Regions from separate parts of the Sus scrofa genome. Here region 2 is linked to region 1. A link is a contact called in public Hi-C data. All regions are on one chromosome and are shown on one strand. Each heading gives the region's core, a stretch centred on a gene start, on an enhancer-like site or on the middle of the called end of the contact. The rest is flanking DNA. Distances are from core to core; before and after follow the strand shown.

Evidence for each region. Hi-C and Micro-C count contacts between places; a contact is called where the count stands out from the background.
Region 2: a contact with region 1 is called in a Hi-C map of liver, with 2.4 times the contacts expected there. The contact joins two enhancer-like sites. A contact is called at or near these places in 1 of 5 promoter capture datasets (liver) and 7 of 47 Hi-C or Micro-C datasets (embryonic fibroblasts, epiblast stem cells, liver and 2 more).

What each region holds. Positions count from the first base shown.
Region 1 is chr1:253,610,152-253,617,253 of Sscrofa11.1, reverse strand. All of the region lies in intron 1 of LOC110256075 (a long non-coding RNA gene), which reads left to right. Among named protein-coding and RNA genes, the nearest start is that of SAL1, 29 kb to the left of the region's middle. Within about 2 kb of position 3,788, at least 3 of the 83 cell types and tissues checked have an H3K27ac peak or open chromatin away from gene starts, as enhancers often do. A contact at or near this core is called in liver, where this site is marked.
Region 2 is chr1:253,649,283-253,656,206 of Sscrofa11.1, reverse strand. No RefSeq gene overlaps it. Among named protein-coding and RNA genes, the nearest start is that of SAL1, 9.9 kb to the right of the region's middle. Within about 2 kb of position 1,831, at least 12 of the 83 cell types and tissues checked have an H3K27ac peak or open chromatin away from gene starts, as enhancers often do. A contact at or near this core is called in liver, where this site is marked.

The DNA of each region.
Region 1 (7,102 bases), core at 2,539-5,038:
TATGAGGGGAACTCCCATAATGTACCTTTTGATTTAACATGTTTTTGCCACTTAAAGATAACTAAAGATGACTTATAGGTGTATAAATATGATAAAGTGAGCCCCGAATCCACTAAGGTACAGGGATGCTTTAAAACTCAATAAGAATATTGGTCAATGAGAGTATTTTTAAAGCAACTTTGCTTTATAATTGCAGAACCAAAAAATACTTTACAATGGGGACATCTAGCGGTCACCAAATGACTAAAGCACCACTGATGGGACAATAAGAGCTTAGGTGGCTCTTTGTGTGTTGCCATATGAAACACACTGTATCACCTATGACAGATTCTTGTTAGCCGTTTTTAACTTGAAGTTAATCAAGTTTTTGGCTCTAGCCTGTGGGTTACAGGAAATTCAAGGTTGAATGATTGCTCATTGCAAATTAGGCTTGGTGTTTCACCTGGCCAGTTCCGCCAGACTCTTTATCTGTGGTTGCTCTCTTATCTCCATTTGACCTTGTTCAGGGAGCCAGTGCATCTGATGGGTTCAAATACCTGTTGTCTGCTCTTGGGGGGTCTGGGGAACCAGCATCTGATTCATAACTAAGAAAGCCAAAGCAGCCATGGAGCAGAGTTGAGTCTGTGTTTGGAAAATAACTGTATTCTTTCCAAAAAGCAAGGCAAAGCCCACAACTTCTCAGAAATGGTTGCAGAATGTTGGCCAGGATTAACAAGACTCTTGCTCAAAAGGACAACCTTCTGGGGGGATTCTGTGATGCCCTATAGGAAGATGCTAGTTGGGGGTGGGAGGAGTTACAGATAGGAACAAGCCAGTCAACAGAAGATTTAAACAGACAATTCTCCAAAGAAGACATACAGATGGCCAAAAACACATGAAAAGATGTTCAACATCACTCAGTATTAGAGGAATGCAAATCAAAACCACTCTGAGGTACCACCTTACACCAGCCAGAATGGCCATCATCAAAAAGTCTATAAACATTAAGTGCTGGAGGGGATATGGAGAAAAGGGAACCCTATGACACTGTTGGTGGGATTGTAAATTGGTGCAACCCCTGTGGAAAGCAGTATGGAGATTCCTCAGTTCTAAAAAATAGAACTACCATTTGACCCAGCAATCCCACTCCTGGGCATCTATCCAGAGAAAACCATGCCTCGCAAAGACACATGTACTCCAATGTTCATTGCAGCACTATTTGCAATAGCCAAGACATGAAAACAACCTAAATGTCCACCGACAGAGGAGTGGATAAAGAAGAAGTGGCACATATACACAATGGAATATTACTCAGCCATTAAAAGGAAAGAAATACCAGCATTTTTAGCAACATGGATAGACCTAGAAATTATCATGCTAAGTGAAGTCAGTCAGACAATGAGACATCAACATCAAATGCTATCACTTACATGTGGAATCTAAAAAAAGGACAGATTGGACTTCTTTGCAGAACAGATGCTGACTCACAGACTTTGAAAAACTTACGGTTTTCAAATGAGACTGGCTGGGGGGTGGGGGGATGCACTGAGGGTTTGGGATAGAAATGCTATAAAACTGGGGTTGGGATGATTGTACAACTATAAATGTAATAAAATTCATTGAGTAATTTTAAAAAACAAACAGATGATAGGTGATAGATCAATTGTTAAATGTTTATACTTGTATGTGAATAGAAAATTTATGGAAAAAAAAGGGACCTAAAACAATTGTTCCCTGAGAAATGGAACTGAGTGGCTGGAAACAGAAATGGAAGAGAAACTTATTCCTTACTTATGCCCTTTTATATGTTTTACTTTGTTCTATATGCATTTTCTATTTATTAAAAAAATTAATTGTTTAAAAAAAGGAAGAAGCCAGTCAAAGGAGCACTGCCTCCAGCATGGGGGCCTAGTCAGTGAAACCTCTCAGAGGATCCACCTTAAGAAAGGTCAGCTTTGGAGTTCCTGTTGTGGCTTAGTGGTTAACAAATCCGACAAGGAACCATGAGGTTGTGGGTTCGATCCCTGGCCTTGCTCAGTGGGTTAAGGATCCGGCATTGCTGTGAGCTGTGGTGTAGGTCACAGACGCAGCTCAGATCCCGTGTGGCTATGGCTGTGGTGTAGGCCGGCAGCTGTAGCTCTGATTAGACCCCTAGTCTGGGAACCTCCATATGCCCTGGGATCGGCCCTGGAAAAGACAAAAAAAAAAAAAAAAAAAAAAAAGGTCAGCTTTAGACACAGAGGGTAAATTCTGAGTAATCTAAACCAATCATGATAATTTCATTCTAATCACCAGTAACCCGTTTATAGTGGTCACATGACCAGATCCTGAGCCAGCAAAACAGATGGGTTTTGGTTCTGGGGAAAAAAAAGTAAAAAACAGTGATCAAATGGGTCTTACTCCAGGAATGTGAGGGTATTTCAATAATAAAAAACCAATCACCGTAATCCATCACACTGAAGAAAAGTAATCTAGTATGCAGGATTCATTCGTGTTCTTAGCAAACTGTGGATAGAAAGGAACTTCCTTTTTTGGGGTAACGAATATCTTAAACTACAACAAACAGCATATCAGATGGTGAAATATTGAAAATTTCTCCCAAGATCAAAAAACTAGACAAGGGTATCTGTGGTCACTCGTTTTTAATTCAATCGTTTTGTGCAGAAGGACCTAGCCAGGAAAGTAAGGAGGAAAAAAGAATGAAAAGGCTTATGGATTAGAAAAAAGTAAAATTTTAATTTTCAGATAACATGATGTTGTATGTAGAAAATCCTCGGGAATATGCAGATAATTGGAATTGAGTAGATTTAGCAGAATCCCTGCATATAAGGTTGCTATGCAAAACTTGGTTTTTAATATACCAGCAATGAATACAGAAAATGAAAATTTTTAAAGCAACCCCACTTACAGTAGTATCAGAAATCCTTAAGTGCCTAACTCTATGTTTTCAAGAATTGTATCCAGAAAAAAAATTATAGAACAGTGAGAGGTAGATATCCTGTTCCTGGACTCCGGGACAATCTTAAAAAAGTATCTGTTTTCCCCAGATTAAGTCACATATTTGATGTAATCTCACTCAAAATCCTAGCAACTTTTTTTATTCAAAATTCTCAATGTCATATAAAAATGCTGAAGACCAATTGTCAAAGCTATCTTCTAGAAAAGAACTAGAGAACCTGTAGCGCCAGATATCAAGAGTTGTTACAAAGCCCAAATGTGGTATGGGCACAAAGATAAATTGACCAGAGGAACAGAATAAAGGTTCCAGAAACACCCATGCATCATTCACTCACTTTTGGCAAAGGCAATAATGCAATATAATGGGAGAAAGGCTGTTCTTTCCAGTAAGTGCTTTGTCAATTAAATGTTGTGATTTCATAGAAGATGGAAAAATGAAATTGAGAGGAGGTACCATTTTAAGTATGAAATGTAAAATAATAAAGCTTCGAAGTTCCCTTGCGGCACAGCGGGTTAAGACTCCAACGGGGTCCCGGCAGTGGCTTGGGTCTGCTGCTGCTGTGGAGTGGGTTTGATCCCTGGCCTAGGAACTTCCACATGCCTTGGGCATAGGCAAATGAATAAATAACTAAAGCTTTAAGAAGGAAATTTAGGCTAAAATTTTACAGTAAGCAAAGTTTTCTTACCCAAGAAGCACAAGTCATAAAATAAAACCTGTTCATTTGAAGAAGAAAAAAAAAAAAGAAAAAGAAAAAGAAAGTTCAGCTTTCAAAGGTCAGCTGTAAACACTCGTCAAGTCCAGGGAGCACAAAGCCACGTGAGGATAGTGTTGGCCAAGTGCAAACACTTCCACTCCTCTCTGTTGCCTTTTCCTCCCTCCAATCTCAGAGAGGCCAGAAACTGCCCACAGGAGTCTAAGAGGGGAGAAGTGGGGGGAAGGAAAAACCCTCCACGGAAGCCTGTAGTGGCCTTGGTCCCTCGAGAGGCGTGAAGACCCATCTTTGAAACGGGCATGGAAATGTTCATGAAAATATTGAAGTGGACATTCCGGTTGCAGAATTAAGACTCTGCTTGTAACTTAAAGTAACCCCTGGCATATAAAGGTGTGTTTGATTAAATGATCCTCGTGGAGGACACTCTGTACAGACAGAAGAGGGAGAGAGATTTTGTACTCGTTGTCCTCCTCCTGTGTAAACAGTTTGATCTCATCCCTTTGGCCGGCCGCCTCTGCCCCTGACATGGCTTTGAGATCTTAGACGGGAGGGGCTCAGCTTGGGCAGCCATGGGTGTCCCTCAAGCTCGCCCAGTGTCAGCTTAGACAATGTCCCACGAGAATCTACTATATTTGGGGGGAGCAAGGACTTAAAGTAGAAAACTATGTACTTAAAATAGAATGTGTTTATTACTATTCAAGCTCCCCCCCACAAGGCCATAGAAAAATTTCTGTCCACAGAGTAAAAATGGCATATAATTTAGCATCTTTCAATGTATTACTATACCTCACAAGTTCTGTTAAATATGGGTTCATTTTCCAATCAAATATTTGTAAAGAACAATTTCTTTTCTTTTCCTTTTTTTTTTTTTTTTTTCTTTCTTTAGGGCCACACCTGTGGCATATGGACGTTCCCAGACAAGGGATCGAATCGGAGCTGTAGCTGCCAGTCTATACCACAGCCACAGCAACGCCAGATCTGAGCCCTGTCTGCTGACCTCCACCATAGCTCACGGCAACACCGGATTCTTAACCCACTAAGCGAGGCCAGGGATGGAACCCCAGTCCTCATGGATACTAGTCAGGTTCTTTAACTGCTGAGCCACGACAGGAACTCCTGTAAAGAACAATTCTTCTATTCATACTTTAACAGGTTAATCTGTATGAAGGGCTTTTCATTTAAAACATGGTCTGCGAATCAGCAGTTTTACTCCATTTCAGCATTTCTATGCATGAGTTTCTTTTCTTTCTCATTTGCTCATGTCTAATCAAAACCTTTGAAGATTATGGCACTTGGTAAATAAAGGCCAGACACACATTAGTTCAGCTATTGAATCAAATTAATGCGTGCCAGGGCTGCGTAATGGGTAATCCTCTTAAGGCCATTACTTTACAATCTGCCCTAATGCAGCCTATTTCTGCCAGGGCAAATCTTTTTGGTAAACAGATGGGAAAATGGCTCTTGGTATCACGTTTCTCTTTGAGAAACGTACTCAATGACTTGTTTTTCTCTCACAAATGGTGGCCATTTGGGGAAAACCTCAGAACAAAGAGACATTCCAAATCAACACTGCTACATAATTCTACAAAATAGAGAGTTGGCCCAGAATGACTCCAGTAAGAATAGTAACTGCTGTCCATTGTGTGAGATACATGTGCATATTGTGACTTCGTTTGATTTATGCAAGCTACGCTGTGAATTTTTTAAGTTTTCTGCTATTGTTACCAACCCGGGTTCTTGGCCTTCTTTAACCAATAGAGATTGCTAAGAGGCCAGTTAAAAATTCAGGCAAGGGAGTTCCCTTCATGGTTCAGTGGTTAATGAACCTGACTAGTATCCATGAGGATGTGGGTTCGCTCCCTGGCCCCACTCAGTGGGTTAAGGTTCTGGCATTGCCGTGAACTATGGTGTAGGTTGAAGACGTAGCTTGGATCCTGCGTGGCTCTGGCTGTGGCATAGGCTGGCAGCCACAGCTCTGATTCAACCCCTAGCCCGGGAACCTCCATATGCCATGGGTGCAGCCCTAAAAAGACAAAAGATTAAAAAAAAAAAGAAAGAAAGAAAACAAGAAATTCAGGCAAGGCTTCATTTGGGTCCCTGCTGCAACAGTTTCCTTTGTTCCCCAAGGATGGGGGGCAGGGGCAAGCTGGTTCCTTATATGGGACAAGGGTAAGGGTTAGTCCAGGGGTCGGGTCAGAGGGGTGGCTTAAGTGGTCTGCCCACCCCTTTGGGAGTGGTGTGTGCTGGGGCCATGTAGGGTACCCTGCTTTTGCTCTTGACTCTTCAGAAGTGGCAGTTGAGTTTTTAGGGTTTTTTTGTGCTTTCTTATCCATAATTTACCCCAACTATGCATGCACACAGCTGTTTTTAGTCCCTTATAGTTGCCTTGTATGTTGTGGCTCAAGGAGATGTTTGCTTAGTTGCAAGCACTGCAGCCACTGCAGCAAAGGTCCCAGGTCCCAGCCCGTCTCACTATGTGTTATGCCAAAAGGTGGTCTGATTCTTGAGCTACAGCAACTTTGTAATATCACTTACAAGCAAAATGAAGTAAACTGCCTTGAATAAATCAATTGAAAAACAATGTTAGCCATCTGTTCAGCTGTAGAAACATACAACACATTGTTTCTACAGAGACAACTAAAGGGGACAGAAAAAGACAAGCAGCTATTTAAATAGACATCTTAAAGGGGAATATTCTGAAGCAATCCTTGCTCTCCTGAAATTTGCGTGAGTTCATGGCTAGATGCTCAGCAGTGGAAAGTCTGTGCTTCCCCTTCCTCACCTGGACTCTGGCCTTGGGTTGCTGAAGGTCTCCCTGACCCCAGATCCTGTTCTATAGCCCTCACAGGAGATCCCATCATGGTAATCCCTTGCCTAAAACTCTTCTGTGACTCCCTACTTTCTGCAGGAGAGAGGCCCCCCGAGTCCCTTAGCATTAAGATCCTTTGTGGGGAGTTCCCATCATGGCTCAGCAGAAATGAACCTGACTAGCATCCGTGAGGATGCAGGTTTGCTCCCTGGCCCTGTTCAGTGAGTTAAGAGTCTGGCATTGCCCAGAGCTGTGGTGCAGGTCGCAGACACGACTCAGATCCCATGTGGCTGTGGTGTAGGCCGGTGGCTACATCTCCAATTCGACCCCTAGCCTGGGAACTTTCATATGCCATGAGCGTGGAAAAACAAAGACCCTCGGTAGTTCAACCTTCTTTCCCAGTGTCATCCCTGCCACTCGCCCCCAGACCCTTTTCACTTTCTAGGCTCAGCAAGAAGGCAGCTTATCTGACATCACATTGAAAGCAAGATTTTGTGGGGCCTAAAGCTAATGTCATGTGGGGACCTTCTTAACAAAATTCCAAATTACCCAAACAAAATTAGACATTGAAGTAAGTACTTAGTAAGAGTGAGAAAATAGGAGTTCCCACTGTGGTACTGTGGGATAAGAACCCGACTGCAGT
Region 2 (6,924 bases), core at 582-3,081, 41 kb before region 1:
CCTTGCTCAGTGGGTTAACGATCCGGCGTTGCCGTGAGCTGTAGTGTTGCCGTGAGCTGTGGTGTAGGTTGCAGACGCGGCTCGGATCCCATGTTGCTGTGGCTCTGGTGTAGGCCTGTGGCTGCAGCTCCAATTCGACCCCTAGCCTGGGAGCCTCCATGTGCCACGGGAAGCGGCCCTAGAAAAGGCAAAAAGACAAAAAAAAACCAAAAAACAAAAACCAAAAAGATTCATGCCAGAACTTCATCACATAATGTTGTTACATTATCTCCTCCTAAAAATGTCTGTTTTCCTTGGAGTTTTTATTGCTTTGTATTTTCTTTATGCACGCTCCCTTATTCAAGTAGCTGATGAAAGTACAAACTGCTTTTTAATGATTTCTTTTCTTCCTCCTCTTTCTCCGCTTTGTCCTTCTCCCCCTCCTTCTTCTTCTTCTATTTATTTATTTATTTATTTGGCTGCCCCACGGCAGATGGAGTTCCCCGGCCAGGCGTCAGATCGGAGCGGCAGTGCCGGAGCCTTAACCCACTGTGCTGGGGGCAGGGATCAAACCTGTGTCCAGGTGCTCCCAAGATGCCCCTGATCCCATTGTGCCAGAGCGGGAACCCGTTTTTTCAATTTAAACATTTTTTCCCCCTCCTTCTTCTCGTAAACCTGGAGACACGTTCCTGGAGCTTTTCACCCTCTCCAGTCAGATGTTTGCTCTTGTGCCAACTTTGCTGCTTTCCTCTTGGGAATGATCCTTTGCCATTAGCCTAAGAGTTCCCTTGGCTTCTCCCATGTGTCCATTTCATTTCTCACATATTTCTTTTGCTTTGTTTCCTTCCTCATTTTGTGAATCTCTTCCTCCAGAAACTTCCTGATAAAGGATACAAGGAAGTGAATGTTCACTCTTCATACTGACTTTATTCTGCTCTCGCCCTTGATGGAGAGTATGGCTGGATGTAGAACTCTAGGTCAAAAAAAATCATCATTCTCTCAGAATTTTTAAGCTATTTCTCCACTGTTTTCTAACTTCCAGTGGTCCTGTTTTAAGAATGCCATTCTGATTTTGTATGTGACTTATTTTTTCTTTGTAGCTCTTAGGTTCTTTTGGGTTTTTTCCTCAAATTTAAGTGTGATGGTCCTTGCTGTTAGATTTTTTTCATTCCTCAGTATATAAATCAGTTTTGTTTCATTTTACATTCCACCAGCAATGTCTGAGAATTCCGTTTGTTCTACATTCTTCCAATCTGTGATGTTTTGGCTTTCTCGTGTTTTGGTTTTTTTGTTTGTTTTTCTGTCATTCTTTTAGCATATAGAGATATCACCTGGTAGTTTGAATTAAAGAATGTAAATAAATGACAAAGTATGAAAATATCATTTATGTCCCCTCCCCCCAAAAAGAGTAGTAATATCTTTTTTTGGTTGAAGAAATCAGACTTCCTCATGTTGTTGCTGGGAGTCTCAATTTGTGCAGGCTCTTTGGAGGGCAATTATCTATTTAGCAAACCTTCGCTTACTGTCTGCGATGCCAAGACCCGTCCCCGGGGAAGTGAGTACAGTGGGGAATAAGAGATGGTCCTGCCTTCTTGAGAAAAAATGAGAAGATGACAAAAAAGCAAATAAATGCAAGAACTTATGTCTCATTATCTGTGCTTAGCAGAAAATAAAGTGCCACAAAATAAAGAACAAGGGTTGACACACCTAGAGGACAGGGTCACAGAAGGCTCTTCTAGGAGGTGATAGCTGAGTAATTTGGAGACGTATTTAAAGGCCAAAAGTGCTTCCCTCCTGACCTAGAACTTCCCCTTCTGGGAATCGGATTACAGAAGTTCAGAAAGCACACATAGCAGTGCGAGGACGTTCACTCGTGCTTCCTGTCTTGCGCCACCACCATGCCTCCCAGCTCGCAGCAGCCAGTGTGATCTTTGGAAAACTCCAATCTGATCCTGTTCCCTTCTCGGCTTAAAAGCCTTCAATTGTTTGTACTCTGGATAAAGTTCAAACTCCTTATTTTATCAATCCCACAATAACCTGACTCTTCCCTATGAATAGCTTAACTCCATTTCACACCCTTCTCCCTGCTCCTTGGGATCCGGCCACCCTGGTCTGTTTTCTGTTCTTTGCACACACTCTACACACACCGTTCCCTCCATCTGAAAGCTCTTGCCTGGATGTTTCACGTGGTTGGCACGTGCTCACCCTAGGGTCTCAGCTCGGGTCTCACGTCCTGAGAGTTGTCTTCCTGATGAAAGACTCCGGGAGTGTATAGTCTAGTTTATATCTACTCAGAGAGACAGACAACAAGCAAGCAAGTGAAACAAATATATAATAAAATTTCAGGGACTATGTGCTATGGAGGAACAAAGCAGGGAGAGTCTTTAGGAAGAACAAGCCTTGCCAGGGTGTAGGAGAAACATGTTTTTGAGGGAATATAGATGTTGCAAAGGTCATGGGGTAAAAACAAGCACGACATGTTTGGGGAACAGCAAAAGCCAGGACATGAGGCTGGGCTTGGAGAGGTCAATGCCGGAAGCAGTTTGGCTGTTTTCTGGGAATGATGGAGAAGATGGAGGTGTTGAGCAGTAAGATGATCTCATTTCCATTTTTGAAAGTTTGCTCCAGCAGTTGTGTAGAAAATAGGTTACACTTGTGAATGGAACTCAACAAGATGAAGATTGGAGCCAGTAGCCGTGGCTGCATTTCTCAAATGTATCCAAATAAGACTGGCCAATTTTTAAAGAGTACTATGTGGGTAAGCCCTGCTGTACTCTACTGAGACTCTTCAGCTGATAGTTGCAAATTATATTTACATATGTATGTAAATATACAGAAATAAACATTTAATACTTCTGACCTCAGAAATCTCACAATGCACAGAGAAAGAGAGGAAGCCGGAAGAGGCTGCTGCTCCAGTTTCCCGGGAGTGGTCACCGTGCGGCTGTGCGAGGCAGGGCGGTCCTCTAGATGGCCGCCAGAGGGCGCTCCGGAACCGCGCAGCCCTTTCAGCCTCTGATCAGCTCGCAGGGTCGGCCTTCCTCTCTGGCAACTTCAATCAGCTTCGATGGGCGTCCCAAGCTCCTGATGGAAATGCAGTTACGAATTCTTCCTCTTTCATCCCTAGATTATCTGGGACAAGTCCGAGCATGGACAGTTACAGAGATCTTAGAGAGGCTCCGTACGAACAGATCTTTCTAAGGTCCTCTCTTATGTTCAGGATGCTAAATCTCACTGACGTTTTTTCTACTGTCATTTTACTTGACTTTTCATCAGCATTTGACCCACTCACTCTCTCCTTCATTTTTCTATGTACTAAATTAAAACGTTATTGAATAAGGATCCTTTTCCAAAACATATGATTGGATGGACTACACCACATGCAGTTAAACTGAACATAGTCATTTAACATGGAATGTCACACAAATCAGTACTTCTCATTGTACAAAACTGTTTATATACCAGCTTTATGATAAACAAGGCATATGATTCTAGATTAGTAAATAATATATTTGAAAAGACTAGATTTTTAAAGCATATATTTTAAAAATATGTCCCATATATGCTATTCAAAAACTATTTCAGTTGTTTTGCATTCAAACCTAAATGCCAATATCAAAACTAATGGTTATTCTGGAAAATTGACTCCCAAACTCTTAAGAGAATACAGGTTCTGAGCTAATGTATATTAAGTGAACTAAGTAAGGCAAAGCCCAAGAAATACCAGTCATTGCCAAATTCATATAGGCACACCTAGTAGATCAGTTTTAAGCACTTCTTTAGCGATTTTTAAAAGTTTCTCACGTTATGATGAAAGTATGTTTTAAAATTCTGTAATTTGGGGAGTTTCCATTGTGGCTCAGTGGGCTAAGAACCCAGCTAGTATCCATGAGGATGAAGGTTCAATCCTTGGCCTCGCTCAGTGGATTAAGGATCTAGTGTTGCCAAAAGCTGCAGTGTAGGTCACAGATGCAGCTCGGATTCTGCATTCCTGTGGCTGTGGCATAGGTTGGTAGCTGCAGCTCTGATTCAGCCCCTAGCCTGGGAAATTCCATATGCTGCAGGTGTGGCTCAAAAAAATTTCTATAATTAAAAAAAAAATTGAAGTATAGTTGATTTACGTTGTGTTAATTTTTTCCATGCAGAAAAGTGATCCAGTTACACACACGCACACACACATATATATACATTCTTTTTTATTTTCTTTTCCATTATGGTTTATTATATGGTATTGGATATAGTTCCCTGTGCTACACAGTAGGACCTTGTTGTTTACCCATTCTATGTAAAATAGTTTGCATCTGCTAATCTTCAATTTCCAATTCATCCCTTCCCCCCCTTCTTGGCAACCACAAGTCAGTTCTCTGTATCTGTGAATTCGTTTCTGTTTCATAGATAGGTTTATTTGTGTCATATTTTAGAGTCTACATATAAGTGACATCATATGGTATTTGTCTTTCTTTTTCTGACTGACTTCACTTAGAATGAGAATCTCTAGTTGCATCCATGTTGTTGCAAATGGCATTATTTCATTCTTTTTTATGGCTGAGTAGTATTCCATTGTATATATGTACTACATCGTCTTTTTTCATTCATCCATTGACTGACATTTAAGTTGTTTCCATGTCTTGGCTATTGTAAAAAATGCTGCTATGAACATAGGGGTGCATGTATCTTTTTGATACAATTCTATAATTTAAGATTAATAATTACATTTTAGGAAAAGAAAACCATTAATGTCAGTGGTAGCATCACTGCTATTCAGTTGAACCATAAGAAACTGCCAATAATCAGCTGTTTTTTGACATATAAAATAACAGTTTTATATGGTTAAACTTAACACATGCCATGTTTTCTGCAGTTACCCCCTGAATATGATCCAGTGCATTTGGTATAGGTTTCTGAGTAAGCTGGAGAAAGCTATAGAAACTAACAAGTAACCCAATTGTCCCACTTCACATACAACTAACTAAAGTTGAAGTTATTTCCTTTAAAGGGAGGTCACTTAAACTGATTGCCAGATTTTAACTGTTCAGTTGTGATATCATGATTCTTATCAATACATCACAGCAAGTAACATTCTAAGTGAATAGAATTAGCTCTCCTTAGTTCTCCTGGAGAAAAATAAAATCTCTTTGCTTCTGCCACCTTGTTGCCAATTTCATTTTCCTGCTTTGCTAGTTTTCAATAGAAGAATTTCTATGATTTTATGAAGACTTTGCTTTTCCAGAAAAAAAAGTATTTGGACCCATGGCTTAAAGGACTTGCTTCTTTTCAGGACGCCAGGCAAAAAGGTTAACTGGTAAGAAATCTATATTTGGTTTAAAAAGTGTGTAAATTCAGTACCTGTTGTGCCCTAAGCCCAGGAGGAAACAGAAAACAGAAGAATGGGATCCAGTTCCTTCCCTTTAGAGCTCAGTCAGTGTCTGGTGCAGGAATGATCAAGACAATCACCTGAGGCAAAGCTATGAGCAAAAGTCCAAAGGGATTTTGGAAGGGACTCACTCCGAATGCAGCCAGCCGATCCCAAGCTTTCTTGTGGAACTCTGGTGTTACTTGTAAGCTCTTTTTTTTGTTGTTCTGTTTTGTGTTTTGCTTTTTTTTTTTTTTTTTCCCCTCCTGATGGTACGACCTTGTCTTCAGACTCCCTACTCTTCACTTTTCGTGGACACTCAGAAAAGACTAGTCGGTTCCCAAGAAGGGTGACCTGGAACAGTCTCTTTCCCCAGAAGATAGAATAGCTCAGTGTGGGAGTTCCCGTTGTAGCTCAGCCGGTTAAGAACCCGACATAGGGTCCATGAGGATGCAGGTTCCATCCCTGGCCTTGCTTTGCTGCAAGCTGCAGCGTACATCGCAGATGCAGCTCCGACCTGGTGTTGGCTGTTGCTGTGGCCATGGTGTAGGCAGGCAGCCGCATCTCCGATTTGAACCCCAGCCTGGGAACCTCCATATGCCACGGGTGCCCTTCCCCTAAAAAGAAATGGAGGAGAGGAAGAGAATGAAAGAACTAATATGTATTGAGAACCTCATGTGTTCCAGCACTTTCTAAACCTTTTCAGTTTAGAAGTTGTTATCTTTGCAACAACTCTTTGAGGACACTGAGACAGGGGTTAAGTGTGGAGGCAGAATTTGAATCCAGGCTTTTCGGATTCCGAAGCCATTATCGCTTCACAATTACCTTTCCAACCTATGTGCAACCATAGAAACTAGGGTTGCAGAAAATTACCCCCAAATTGATAAAAGGTCAAAGACGACCACGTGTCCTTCAACCTCATACCAGAACACCGTCTAATAAGCCCTCCTGGGGTCATCTGGTTCTCCTGGCAAATGCAACTGTGTTTAACTTGCCATCTACTGTTAAGTGGCCGGACTCTGAAGTCAGAAGTTAATTAGTCCCAAACTGAGAAGGTTCCCTTTGTTTTTGTCCAGTAAACATGTAAATGATTTCTGTTCAGTTGAGCCAATAACCGCAAAGGTTGTGGATTTATTGCCCAGCAGGAGATTACCCTCCTGTGGTTAACTTGGCAGTGTTATTCCAGCAGTTTTTTTTCCTTTCACTGACCTGTATACACAGCTGCTTCTCACATCCGCCTTTGCCTCAGCTGTCATTCTTTGGGTTCCTTCAATAATGAGTTAATTAAATCTTTGACATGGGCGCGCTGTACGAGCTGTACATGCGGTACGGGCTGTACATGCGGTACGGGCGTTCTGAGTTTTAATTCACTGAGAATTCTCTTCTGACAGCAGCACGAACCAAGTGGGTGGGTGCTGCTTGCATGCGAAAGTCAAACTCTAGGTGCCGTGGAGACAGACGAAGGATGAGAGCGTAAAACCTGGGGAATCGAAGAGAAGGAATTCTTGAGTGGGGCCTTGGAGGAAGGATACAATTTGAACAGGCCAAATGTGCAGCATGAGGAAAAGAAGCATGAAATCAGGGGGTTTTCT